Linked DNA regions of Mus musculus: all the other regions are linked to region 2. The links are chromatin contacts, called in public HiChIP or PLAC-seq and promoter capture Hi-C maps. All regions are on one chromosome and are shown on one strand. The core of a region is the stretch at or near the end of the contact, and the rest is flanking DNA. Distances in the headings are between cores, read along the strand shown. Region 1 holds the start of Fnbp1l (formin binding protein 1-like). Region 2 holds the start of 1810037I17Rik (RIKEN cDNA 1810037I17 gene). Region 3 overlaps Sec24d (Sec24 related gene family, member D (S. cerevisiae)).

Region 1 (3,820 bases), core at 1,060-3,559, 300 kb after region 2:
TAGTTTTTAAAACAAAATATAACAATAGACACTTTTATTCCTGTATTGTAAGAACTTGATTTTATTTTTGTGGTGCCCAAGATGTTGAACATGGCAGACCAGGCTACAGTAGTTAAAACTGATGATGTAATTTTTAAAAATTACACTGTGTAGCACAGGTGTAGCCAGCTGCTTGGGTTTTAGTTAATTCAAATCTAGGGTTCTGTGTTTTTTGTCGTTGTTTTTTCCAGACCTGAAAATTGAACTCTAAGCAAGGTCTCATCCACGCTGGGCAAGTGCTTTACCCATAACCTCAGCTCAAAATCTGCTTTTACTTTTAAGGCAGTGAGTTGTTTAAATTGTGAAGTCCTATTCAGAAGTTTTAGGGAAAGGAAAATGGCTCAGCTTGAAGACAAAACTTTATGCTTTATTGGGGAATTATGTTGATAGTATAGTGTTAATATGACTAATAGCTTATTTTACTTTTTTTTTTGAGACACGGTCTATGTAGCCCTGGCTATCCTGGAACTCCACATGTAGACCAGGTTGTCTTGAACTCAGAGATTCACCTGCTCTCTGCCTCTTAGAGGTGTAATTTTGGTTTGAATTATGGTCCTTAGGTCTTTCTTAGCTTCCACGGCAGAGCGTAGGTAAGTTACATCTTAGAACTGGAATAGCTCTAAAGGAGACATTGCTACAGTAACTTCATACTATCTAGAGAGTGAGAGTGAGACCGGAGAGGTGACTGTTAGAAGACATACTTTGACAGAGACAGGCCTTTTTGAAATAGAGAAATCCAGAAAAATGGTGGAAAGAAGTTATTTCTTAGGAAGATATTCTCTCTTACCAACACCCCACCCCCACCCTCCAACCACTGCACACTCTGTAACCCAGGCTAGCCTCTGACTCCTGTAGTTACGCCTCTCCCCTCCGGAGCACTAAAATTACAGGTGTGCGTCATCACACTTGGCTTCAGCGACTTTCAAAGAACATTAAAAAAAAAAAAAAAAAAAAAAAAGACCGGCCTTAACCTAATTAGAAGAGAGTATTCATTTGCTCAGCCTACCTCAGAAAAGGATAGCAAAGAATTTGGTGAGTGGTGGTTAGACTGCCTGGAGAGCTCTGGCTATTTGCCTGGACTTCAATGGGGAGCAGAACTAGGTAAACAGGAAGGCTGGGGCGGAAGAAGCTGGAACACCTGTGTTGGTCCCGGTCCCGGTCCCGTAGGGAGGAGTTTCAAGGCTGATAAGACGTCCGTTGGTGGGGGGACCTTGAAGCATTCAGTTGTCATGACTCACTGAAGAGTACTCTACTGGTTCTAGAGTGAAAATGTGTGTGTTTTAAGCGACAAGCAATTAATACTAAAGCATATGCTGGGGAGTTAGTGAGCAGACTGTACGCGGTATCTAGTAGCACCAGCCAAACTTGCTGACTGCCAGTGGAGGCAGGCTGGGAAATAACTCAGCACAGCTAAAAGCAAGAGGTCGTCTGCAGCCAAGATTCCTATCGGAGGCAAGAGACGCCTCAGGCTCTGAACAGGTTGTTGAAGGGCTGTGAGGAGGGAGAGACCGGTCCCTGGAGGTAGCCACGAGCCTAGAATTCAGGCAAGCTCAGCAGCGTCTCACCTCCTGCAGGTGTCAGTCGGGTTCGCTTTCCACCAAGTCTTATCTTTTACCATGGCAACGTCCCCAAAAGATTACGGGATCGCTTGCCTCTTAAAAAAAAGAAAAAAAGGTTTCCCGAAAGAACTTACAATAAAATCAAAATGCTTTATTAAAAACAAAAACAAAAACCAGACACGTCGTGTGACACGTTGCATTCACATTGGACGTTTGACCTCTACAGGTCTGTGGTTCCCGGGGATCCCAGGCTGAAGCGCCAAGCCTGGACGGAGAAGTTACCTTACGAAGGCAGATTTTTTTTAACTAAACACACGCACACACCCCTCTGCTCCAACGTCTGGACGTGGTTTCTTTGTCAGGGCTCCGCAAAGAACGCTGACGTGTGGGGTCGCCTCCTTTGAGGGGGGGGGTCTCCGAGCAAGGCAGGGACCGTGGGCGTCCTCCCTGGCTCTCCATCTTGGAGCGGGAGTCTGAGTGCGGCTTTTGCTGAGCCCGGAGGCCGGAGCGGACGCCGCCGAGGGTCCGAGGATCCCCGCCCCGGGCGAGCTGTTCGGAGGAGACCCCCGCCGGCCCCCGCGCGCGCGAGTGCGGGCCCGCCCCGATCCCAGGGTGCACCGCGGCCCGCCCCCTCCCCGCCGTCCCGCCTCCCCTCGGCCCCGGCCCCCTCCCTCCCTCCTTCCCTCCCTCCCTCCCCGCTGCCGGGAGGCGGGGACGCGGCGGCGGCTCGCTTCAGTCGTGTCTCTCTCACTCACTGGGGAACCCGGTGGTGGTGGCGGCAGCTTTCGAGGCAGACGCTGAGGAGGGGAAAGTCGGGACGAGAGAGGACAGCGGGAGCAGCCGGCCGGCGCCAGTCGCCTCAGGTTCCGCCATGAGCTGGGGCACCGAGCTGTGGGTGAGTGTGGGGAGCAGAGCGGCTCGCGCCGTCGGCGGGAGCCCCGGGCTTGGCGCGCCGCGGACTCCGGCGCCTCTTTGTGCCGCGAGAGCCCGCTCGGCTGCGGGCGGGGAGGCGACGGGGCGGCTGCCTGGGGCTCCCTCCGAGGGGCCCGGGCCGCAGCCCTGGACGGCCGCTGCCGTCCCCTCTCCAGCCTCTGCCTGACTTTGCGGACGGGTGCCCGGCCGGGCGCCGCGCCTTTGTACCGCGCGCCCGACGGCGGGGGAGGGAGCCATTGTCCCGAAGGGGCGCCGCTCGGATCCCCGCGCCGCGCGCCTGGGCGACGCCCCAGCTCCAGGTAGGGGGAGCCGGGCGGCTTTGTTCCCAGCCCGGCCTGGGGCCAGCCAGGCCCAACCCACACGCCCATTTCCCTCTCTTGCTGCCTCCTTGCTCGGGACCTAGGGCGCCCGCGACTCCGCGCCGGCCAGCTCCGGTTGCAGCCTCTCTGGGCTGGCGGGTCTGCTTTTGTGACCCGAATTAGGTAGTGGGATCGAGGAAGGGACGCTCATTTTGGCGAAAGGAGCGCGCGGCTTGCCGATCGCTTGATTTCCCTCTCGTTCTTTATTCTCTCTCCTCTCTCTCTCTCTCTCTCTCTCTCTCTCTCTCTCTCTTTCTCTCTCTCTCTCTCTCGTGTGTGTATGTGTGTGTGTGTCTGTCTCTCTCTTTTTTCTCTCTCTCTCTCTTTCTTCCGTGCCTTTCCTGGGCGCTGGAGGCTGCAGACAATACCCAATGTCCGACCAAGGTGCAGGCGGAGGGTTATAGGTCGAGGAATTCGCTCCGGACGCCGTCACCTGAGGGTGGAGGTGTGCATGGCAGTGATTTCTCAGGTGCGGCCGGGAAAATTGGCGGCGTGGGGGCGCTGTCTCGAGCGAGCGCCGCCTGGCCTCTGCCACTCCCCTTTTTATCCCACCTGTGCATATTTTCCGTGCCTTTGTTTGCGAAAATCTCCGGGAATCTCTGTAGCGGGAGAGGAGGGACAAGTTTCGAGTATGTACGCTCACTGGGATTCGAAACAGATCGTTTAGTCGCGAGGCCGAATGTTTTCTCCTTTTCCACGTGCTGTAGATTGGGAATTTTAGAAGTGACACTTAAAAGCTCATCTAGTCACCCACTTAACCCTGCCCCAGGAATCTGTCCTGTAGCACTCTGCAGAAGTGTTTGCCCAGTCTGCAAACATAACCATCAAGACAAAATACCTCAGGAGCCTCTCCACTTGATTGTTCTGATAATGGTGAGCGTCATTTGTAAACGAATCATGTAACATCAGTTAGAATTTCAGGCATTATTG
Region 2 (3,747 bases), core at 142-2,641:
TTAAAACAATATTTGAGAAAGTAAGCTTCACAAAGATAACTTTTTTTTTTTACATACATTTATTTCCCATAAGTACTTAAGTTACAGACATTATTAAAAATATATATTATCTATCATTTAGCTACAATCATTACTTCAACCATGAAAAACAGGTTTTAAACATATGATAGTACTTTAGTGAGGTCAAGGGCTGAAGAAAAGGTTAGATAGAGGTGCCGAAGTCAGCTGCTGGAGTCCTCTTCATTCAAGAGTCTATAGTCGTTTTCAAGATTCACTCCAGAAGCCCCATTCTTGACTCAGCAAACCGGTCTGTAAAAACCAAATACTTGTTTCCTTCATCTGCTTATTTTGACATTTAGTGGGACGCTGAACATAGATACTGCTAGCCTATCCCTACATAATTTACACTATTGATAAGGAAAACTAAAGGCCTACATTATTAAGTCATGAATTTTCTACCCAGAGGTGAAAATGAGATCATTAAAAATAACTAAATAATAAATCACTGTTCTTGAAATGTCTATACCAAAATGACTTAACGAGTTTTTATCAAAAAACTGTTTATCTTTTCAAACCCCCCCCCCATTCTCTGCCTTCTAATTTGCCACAAAACCGAAAAAATGAGAGCCAAAGAAACCCAAGATACTCCATTCTTTGACAGATGTAGGACTGGGGATACTCTGGAAGATAATACGCGTTTATCTGCATAAGTTATGGACAAGTTAAGTTTACAAGGCTTGCTTTGGGCTAAGCATTTTAAGCAGGCGCACAACACTCAAATCACTTTAGATATAATCACATTTAACCTGTCATGCTCTATTTTTTATTACTTACGATATTTATTTACTTTTATTTTTATTAGTTTTTAGTAATTATTTTTTATTATTTACGATAGATCTAATTATGGGTATAGGTTTCTAACACTTAACAGTTCGTTTGTGGTGATGAAACAGACAAATATGGGAAGTCAAGTTTTCTCCACACTCCTCTTGCCACTGGGGTGTCAAGGAAATCCATTTTCGCTCTTCCAACTCCGCCATCTCTAGCTGCCGTCCCTCCCTCCCTCTCCGAGAAGACTGAAGCAGCCGCCAGCTTCCTAAGCTCTTCAACTCTGCAACTCAGGATACTCACCAGGGCAAGAGGTACACGAAGACGAACAAGGCCAGGTCGAAAAGGATGAAGAGCCAGAGATCCAGCCAGTAGGAGTGTTTCGGAAGCCCGTTCATCCCGGACTGAGGTGCCTCATCTTGGTTCCTCCTTCCAGCTTCGAACGAGCCCCTCCGTTCCCGGACACCGTCGGTACCAGACGCCGCCTGGCTCACCTCCATCTCCGCGTCGTTTCACTTCCGCGCAACTGAGACCAAACCTGAAGACCGCTTCGCGCCCAGTCTAGCAACCAATTCCGGGTAACCCCGCCAATCGACTAGGCGCCCCGCCCCCGCCGCCGCGCCCCGCCCCGCCCCCGCGTCCCCGCCTTCCGGACTGCGCAGGCGTCCTCCCTTTCTAGGAATTCGCCTTCTTCGGCATTCCCGGGAACGCGCAGACTCCGCTGGGCCGGCTGCTCTTGGCGCAGGCGCTCTGTTCCACCACCCCTCCTCGCCCCCCGAACTTGGCGAAGGTGTCTGCCCCGCCTCCCCGACCGCACGCATGCGCTCTGTGCCCCGCCCCGTTGCTTCCTGGTGGGGTGTCCCCTTGCGGTGTTCAGAGGTGGTTTCTAAGGTGCAGGTGAGCTCTCTCACGTAGCTCAAACGCTGCCTTGCAGGGTGCATTACTGGTTCTCCCGGTTTCTGGGATGAAAACTGTCTCAACTCCTTTTCTCTGAGATGATGCCAGAACTTCAGGAACCGCCTCAAAGGATTCCAGCCTTGCCCACCCACAAAAGTAGTCTTTTTATAAACATGAGCGTGTGGGGGGATGTTTTTCTTTCTTCCTCCCTTCTTCCTTCCTTCCTTCCTTCCTTCCTTCCTTCCTTCCTTTCCTTCCTTCCTTCCTTCCTTCCTTCCTTCCCTTCCTTCCTTCCTTCCTCCCTCCCTCCCTCCCTCCCTCCCTCCCTCTCTCTCTTTCTTTCTTTCTTCCTTCCTTTTAAAAAACTAGATCGTGAGATTCTCTGATAATAACTTTGGAGACGACAACATTGTGTGACAATGTAAAAAGGTTGGCAGACCCCGTAGAATCATCTCTCCAATACACGTAAACTTTTTGGTTTCTTACATGTTTGGGAAGTGTGTACAGTTTGAGAACTTTGGATGATTTTGTACAGACTTGAGCGATTTGCTCATAATTTTTGAAACAGTTTTGATGAGGTGGACGTTGTAAGGGTCCATGATTCGCTGAAGAATGATACTCCAGACTCAAGTAGTTTGTAAACACACAGAGTGTTTTATTTTGTCGAAGTCCAGCATGCTGGAGTCTCCCATTACCAAGTATGCTCGCTGCACATTGGGGGAATTCTCGGATAGATGGGCTTTGTCTTACTCTTATCTCGGGCATTCCAGAAGCATAACCTTGGTGTGGTGGCTAGAAACTTGCCTGAGGAATCCTGGGGTAGGTGGCCTTATCTACTCTCTCTTAAGGACATTCTGAAACTATTGCCTGGGTGTGAGGGCTGAAAACCCATTGTCCTTGCTTCAGGCCAGGTTGGGTTTTTTTTTTTTGGGGGGGGGGGGGTCGTTTCTGATGGTAGGGCACTTTCTGACTAGCTGCCTGAAGCCTAGGATTTTAGGCCTAATCCCAGGAACTGCCAATTAGAAGTCTGTCATGGAATTAGCCTGTCTCAATTACAGTCACGAATTTTCAGAAGGCTCAGATAAGGTAAAGCGTGGAATTTACATAGGTATTTCATGGGAGTATTTTAATAAGCCACTCAACTCTATGTCAGAATATCCTGTAACCATTAGATAAAAACCTGTTGGAGTCTACTAACTTAGCAGCCCACTAACTTATACCAACCAAGTAGCCCTGATAGCATCGTGGGCTTACAGAAGAGCTTTCTCCTTTCCTAAATCAGCCTTTCTAAAGTACCCACCAGTGTATTTTGGGCTTGCCTTGTTTTATTACTTTCTTGGTTCTGTGAAGCAATTTTAAAAACTTCACGAAACTGTTTCCATGTGGGAATATGGAATTGGGTAACAGATATAGATCTGTGTCCCCATGGCCATTCAGGGTGGCTCCTGAATAAACTGTCTCTTTCTTTTAAGATGAGAGCTGTAGTTTTTGCATGGACAATACGAAAGTTGGTTATGGATTTAGAAAATTAGGGAACAAAAATAACAAATTATCTAAGGTTACTAAAATAACCAAAAAGTGAACTTTAATTTCAATATCTTAATGCTATTGTTGTGTCAGCTAGCTAACTGGGCTTCAGTTCACTAGTAGGTCATACAGACAAAGATAGCATGCAGCTGTAAAGAAGAACACTGTATCCTTTGCCTTGCAGGTTGCAAGAATGAGAGCCATTTCCTGGGGATTAATCAGATTGTGTGTTAAGGTTCAAAGCTCTCCACACAAACCACTTAGACTCCAGTCTCAGTTAAGCAAGAATAGTTTATTGAACACACACCCCGAAGACTGATTGATCAGGGTTGAAGCCTCCGCTCGGGAGCTAAGACTGGACCTTGAACATACAAGGGCCAGCTTATAATGGAAAAAGAAAAACAGTAAACACATACACAGCATGGCAGGGAGGTTGGCTCTGACTCGGGCTCTTTTGGCTGTCTAGACAGAACCGTTCTGACTGACCTTTGTTCT
Region 3 (3,504 bases), core at 903-3,402, 370 kb before region 2:
CTCAGCTTGCCTTTTAAGTTCCCCGCCCCACCCATGCAGGGAATCTAAGGTATTGTGGAGTGTCTATTGCCATCCAACATAAAAACATATTTACTTCTCTACTAATAACAGCTGCTGATGAAGACCAGAACAGATTTCTTTTTAATTTTTGTTTCTTTTTGTAATAACTGTCCAGGGTTTAAAAAAAAAAAGTACAAGCAAAATTAAACAGAATGAATGTAGGGTACCAAGAAGTAACCCCGGGGACTGTCGTCCTCCATCCCTCACCCCCTAGAGAAAAGAGGTGGGGGGGGGCGGAGAAAGCAACAACAGAGATAAACCCAAAGGTGAGCCTAAGAAGGCAGCCACAGAGAGCATCTAGGCTGGAATAAAAAACAAAAAGATACACACAGTTCCCCATCGTTGATACAAACGCCAACTTTGAACCAACGCCGAAGTGTTCCTCCCCTGCTCCAGTCTCAACCAGCACAGATGGTGCAGGCGGCGGCGTGGGTTCCAAGAACACTGGCAACCGACCAAGCCTGAATTTAAACCTGTATCTGTCTGCCGTCTGGCATCCTCAGAGTTTGAGTAGTGACAAACACAAAGATATAGGATGTGTTCCAGACATCACTACCACAGCAAGACACAGACAAGATGCTCCCACAAAAAGGAAGTGTGCAGATACATCAAATCACTGTAATCAAGTTCTGTATTTAACCACAGGCTAATTGGGCTACTCAAAGGAAGAGTAACGTGTATATTACTAAATGTTAGCATTTGGCATAATCATCCCAACCAACAAAGTCTAAGGTGGCCACTGTCATGACACAGTCGTGTGCCCGGAACACTGAACCTACACAGTCACTAATCAGTAGACCATAGTCCCACAAACCTTATTTCAAACTATCCGTTTATGACTGGCAAAGCCCTGTCCCCAAAGAAACAATGTTATAAATAGTCATTATTAATTAAACCCACATCTCCTCAAAATAAGACACAGGAAACTATAAGACATATCAAATAGTTCTAGCCACCGTTAAAAATAGCTTTTGGTTTACCCCAAATGCACACTCTTGAAAAACAGCATCCGAAATGGGACAATAAGCAAAAACTCCAACAGTGACTGGGCTGTGACCTGCGTGTGTGGGCTCAGAGGTACCACAGTGACATGCAATGATGTCAGAGCGCCCTCGGAAGACACAGATCTCTCTCTCTCCCCCTCAGACGTGCCACGGGCATCATTCCCGTGAGTGTTGTGGAACCATAAAACATAATCAGGAGAGAACACAAAGGAAGCGCTGCTCTTGGGAGAAACGTATCAGGAGAAGCAACTTAAGATGCTGGCCAGTTAGCGGTGCTGCTCCAGGTAGACCTGTTTGAATCGTGCATGGTGAAAGGAAAGGGAAGGACACAACCTCTGAATAATGCTCCTGCAAGGCAGAAGAGGGTGAGAGAGACCTTCAGTAGTGCAGCTTCCGGCACGCCATAATGTGGCAAAGACCACCAGTCAAAGGTCTACTGTCCTAGGTGCCTCACTCGGGATTGCAGAATGACATCTTTCTTTCCACAAAAAAAAGAGTTTATTTCATTAACAAAATGTGTTGTTTTCATCCTAGGAAAATAAGCAGGCTCCATCTGGCATCATGTTATCTCTTCAAGATAAAATACATGGAGCTGGTTTGCACATAAGCACTTGCGAGGTTCGTGATGAACCAGGGCACCTGCTTCTTATTAATATTCGCCCCCATTCGCTGAGCATCAACAGCAGGTCCTGTTTAGTAGTAAAGACAGCAGGGGACAAACTAGAGGTTCAAGTCTAGAAGAAAGGTGGCAGATAAATAAAGGTACAAATAACGTGCCCTCTGCCAGGACATGAAGGGGCACGATACTCCAGCCCCAGTATCACTCCAGGGATACTGAGTGGGTAGTAAAGACAGGGAAAAAAGGACCACATGAGTTGGGCTTTGCATATGCCTAGGACAGGAGAATGTATACAGGTAATAGAAAAGTCACGAGTCCAGCTGAGGCCCAAACGAGGCATGTTTGAAGAGCTAGCCCGACTAAAACAGAGGCACAGGGCAAGGAGAGGCCACATCGGAGGCATTAGTATTTGTGTGCACTTGTAGTGAGGGGAGCTGGAGTCAGGAGTGGCCAACAATGAAGCATTGTGTGAGGAATGGTAAGAATGTTGACTGTGAGCTATGAAGGAGTGCTGGTGAGCTTTGGATCTGCTCTGACTTAAGTTGGATGGAGAGCCGGGCACAGCGACTTCCCGGCTAGTTAGGAGGTTCTCAGAGTCTCAGGCAGCCGGATGGTGGAGGCGTGCACCGGGGAGAGCTGATGAACAGAGACAGAATTAATCAGAGGACGAAAGGAAGGTATAAGAGTCCATGATGAGTCTGCAGTTTTGCAGGTAAGGAGCTGGCAGACAGGACAGGGCTGGGTTTCAGGGGAGAGGTCTTTCTGAGGATCCACAGTTTTGCTGGAAGCCCTGAGAATGAGAGCACCATGAGTAATGGCCCCTCATCAGGGTGCCCACCATCACAGTCTGAGTGCAGCTCAAGAATGAGAATTCTGAAAATGCTCTCAGTTGATGTCAGCTGCCTGCTCTTGGGGATGAATTGACTAAATATCCATGACAAATAGAGACTAAATGTCCACAAAGAAAAGGTCATTCCAAAGACTAAGCACCCTACCACTAAGTGAGGAGAGGTATCAGGCAATAACAAGAACCTCACACATACATATATACACATGCACACACATATACATACACATATATGCACATAGCACACACATACACAAACACATATACATATATATATACCCACACGTAAATACATATAAAGACATGTATGCACATACATATACACATACCACATACAGACACATATGAACATATACACAAACAAACACATACACATATATATGTATATGTATGTATATGTATGTATGTATGTATATATATATGTGTATATATATATATATATATATACATATATATATATATATACCACACACATACACTCATACATACAACCCCCTACACACACAAACCCACACAAAGTATAATCAAACACACATAGACATATTCATGCACACACAAACACCTGTATACAACAAATACAAACACATACACATGCACACACAGAGACATTTCCATTCACAAACACACCCCGAATGCTCACATACAGCACACAAATACAAAGACACAAACACGAAGGTACATGCAAATTCACCTGCAAACACAAACACATGGTTAAGAGATGAAGTCAAAGAAAAGTGTTAGGTGTGAAAGACCTGGTGGAGAGAGCAGTTGCTTTGGCTTTCAAAGGCAATGAGGTACAAAGGTGGGAGGCAGGAGATGGAAATGCAATGCTCTCAGGGGTATTTGGTGGTCACATGACCTGTGATCAGATCTGGGAAAGGGTAGGGGAAGGTAGAAACCTGGGAGACCAGGGAACTGGGAAGTTCATCTGCAAGGATACTGAAGGTAGCTGAGATTGTAACAGGAACAGACCT

What was found. Promoter capture Hi-C pulls out the DNA fragments that hold promoters and counts their contacts. HiChIP or PLAC-seq counts read pairs in DNA pulled down with a chosen protein or histone mark.
Region 1: a promoter capture Hi-C map of embryonic stem cells shows a contact between it and region 2. The contact joins the promoter of Fnbp1l here to the promoter of 1810037I17Rik in region 2. A contact is called at or near these places in 7 of 39 promoter capture datasets (the C10 cell line, embryonic stem cells, hematopoietic stem and progenitor cells and 3 more), 3 of 484 Hi-C or Micro-C datasets (embryonic stem cells and olfactory sensory neurons), 7 of 115 datasets of contacts at active chromatin or transcription factors (embryonic stem cells, extraembryonic endoderm stem cells, stem cell-derived neural progenitor cells and 1 more) and 1 of 9 other capture datasets (adipose tissue).
Region 3: an H3K27ac HiChIP or PLAC-seq map of extraembryonic endoderm stem cells shows a contact between it and region 2, with 2.4 times the contacts expected there. The contact joins the enhancer-like site here to the promoter of 1810037I17Rik in region 2. A contact is called at or near these places in 3 of 39 promoter capture datasets (cranial neural crest, hematopoietic stem and progenitor cells and liver), 2 of 115 datasets of contacts at active chromatin or transcription factors (embryonic stem cells and extraembryonic endoderm stem cells) and 1 of 9 other capture datasets (liver).

What each region holds. Positions count from the first base shown.
Region 1 is chr3:122,618,203-122,622,022 of GRCm38.p6, reverse strand. It overlaps Fnbp1l (formin binding protein 1-like), which reads left to right and starts at 2,309. Exons shown (of 14, transcript NM_153118.3): 1 at 2,309-2,493. The coding sequence starts at 2,470.
Region 2 is chr3:122,922,041-122,925,787 of GRCm38.p6, reverse strand. 1810037I17Rik (RIKEN cDNA 1810037I17 gene) reads right to left here and starts at 1,391. Exons shown (of 2, transcript NM_024461.2): 1 at 1,132-1,391; 2 at 1-309. The coding sequence starts at 1,328. The coding sequence ends at 309. It overlaps 4933405D12Rik (RIKEN cDNA 4933405D12 gene), which reads left to right and starts at 1,672. Exons shown (of 6, transcript NR_046036.1): 1 at 1,672-1,725.
Region 3 is chr3:123,295,504-123,299,007 of GRCm38.p6, reverse strand. The region is part of intron 6 of Sec24d (Sec24 related gene family, member D (S. cerevisiae)); the gene reads right to left. Among named protein-coding and RNA genes, the nearest start is that of Sec24d, 30 kb to the right of the region's middle. Within about 2 kb of position 2,152, at least 23 of the 459 cell types and tissues checked have an H3K27ac peak or open chromatin away from gene starts, as enhancers often do. A contact at or near this core is called in embryonic stem cells and extraembryonic endoderm stem cells, where this site is marked.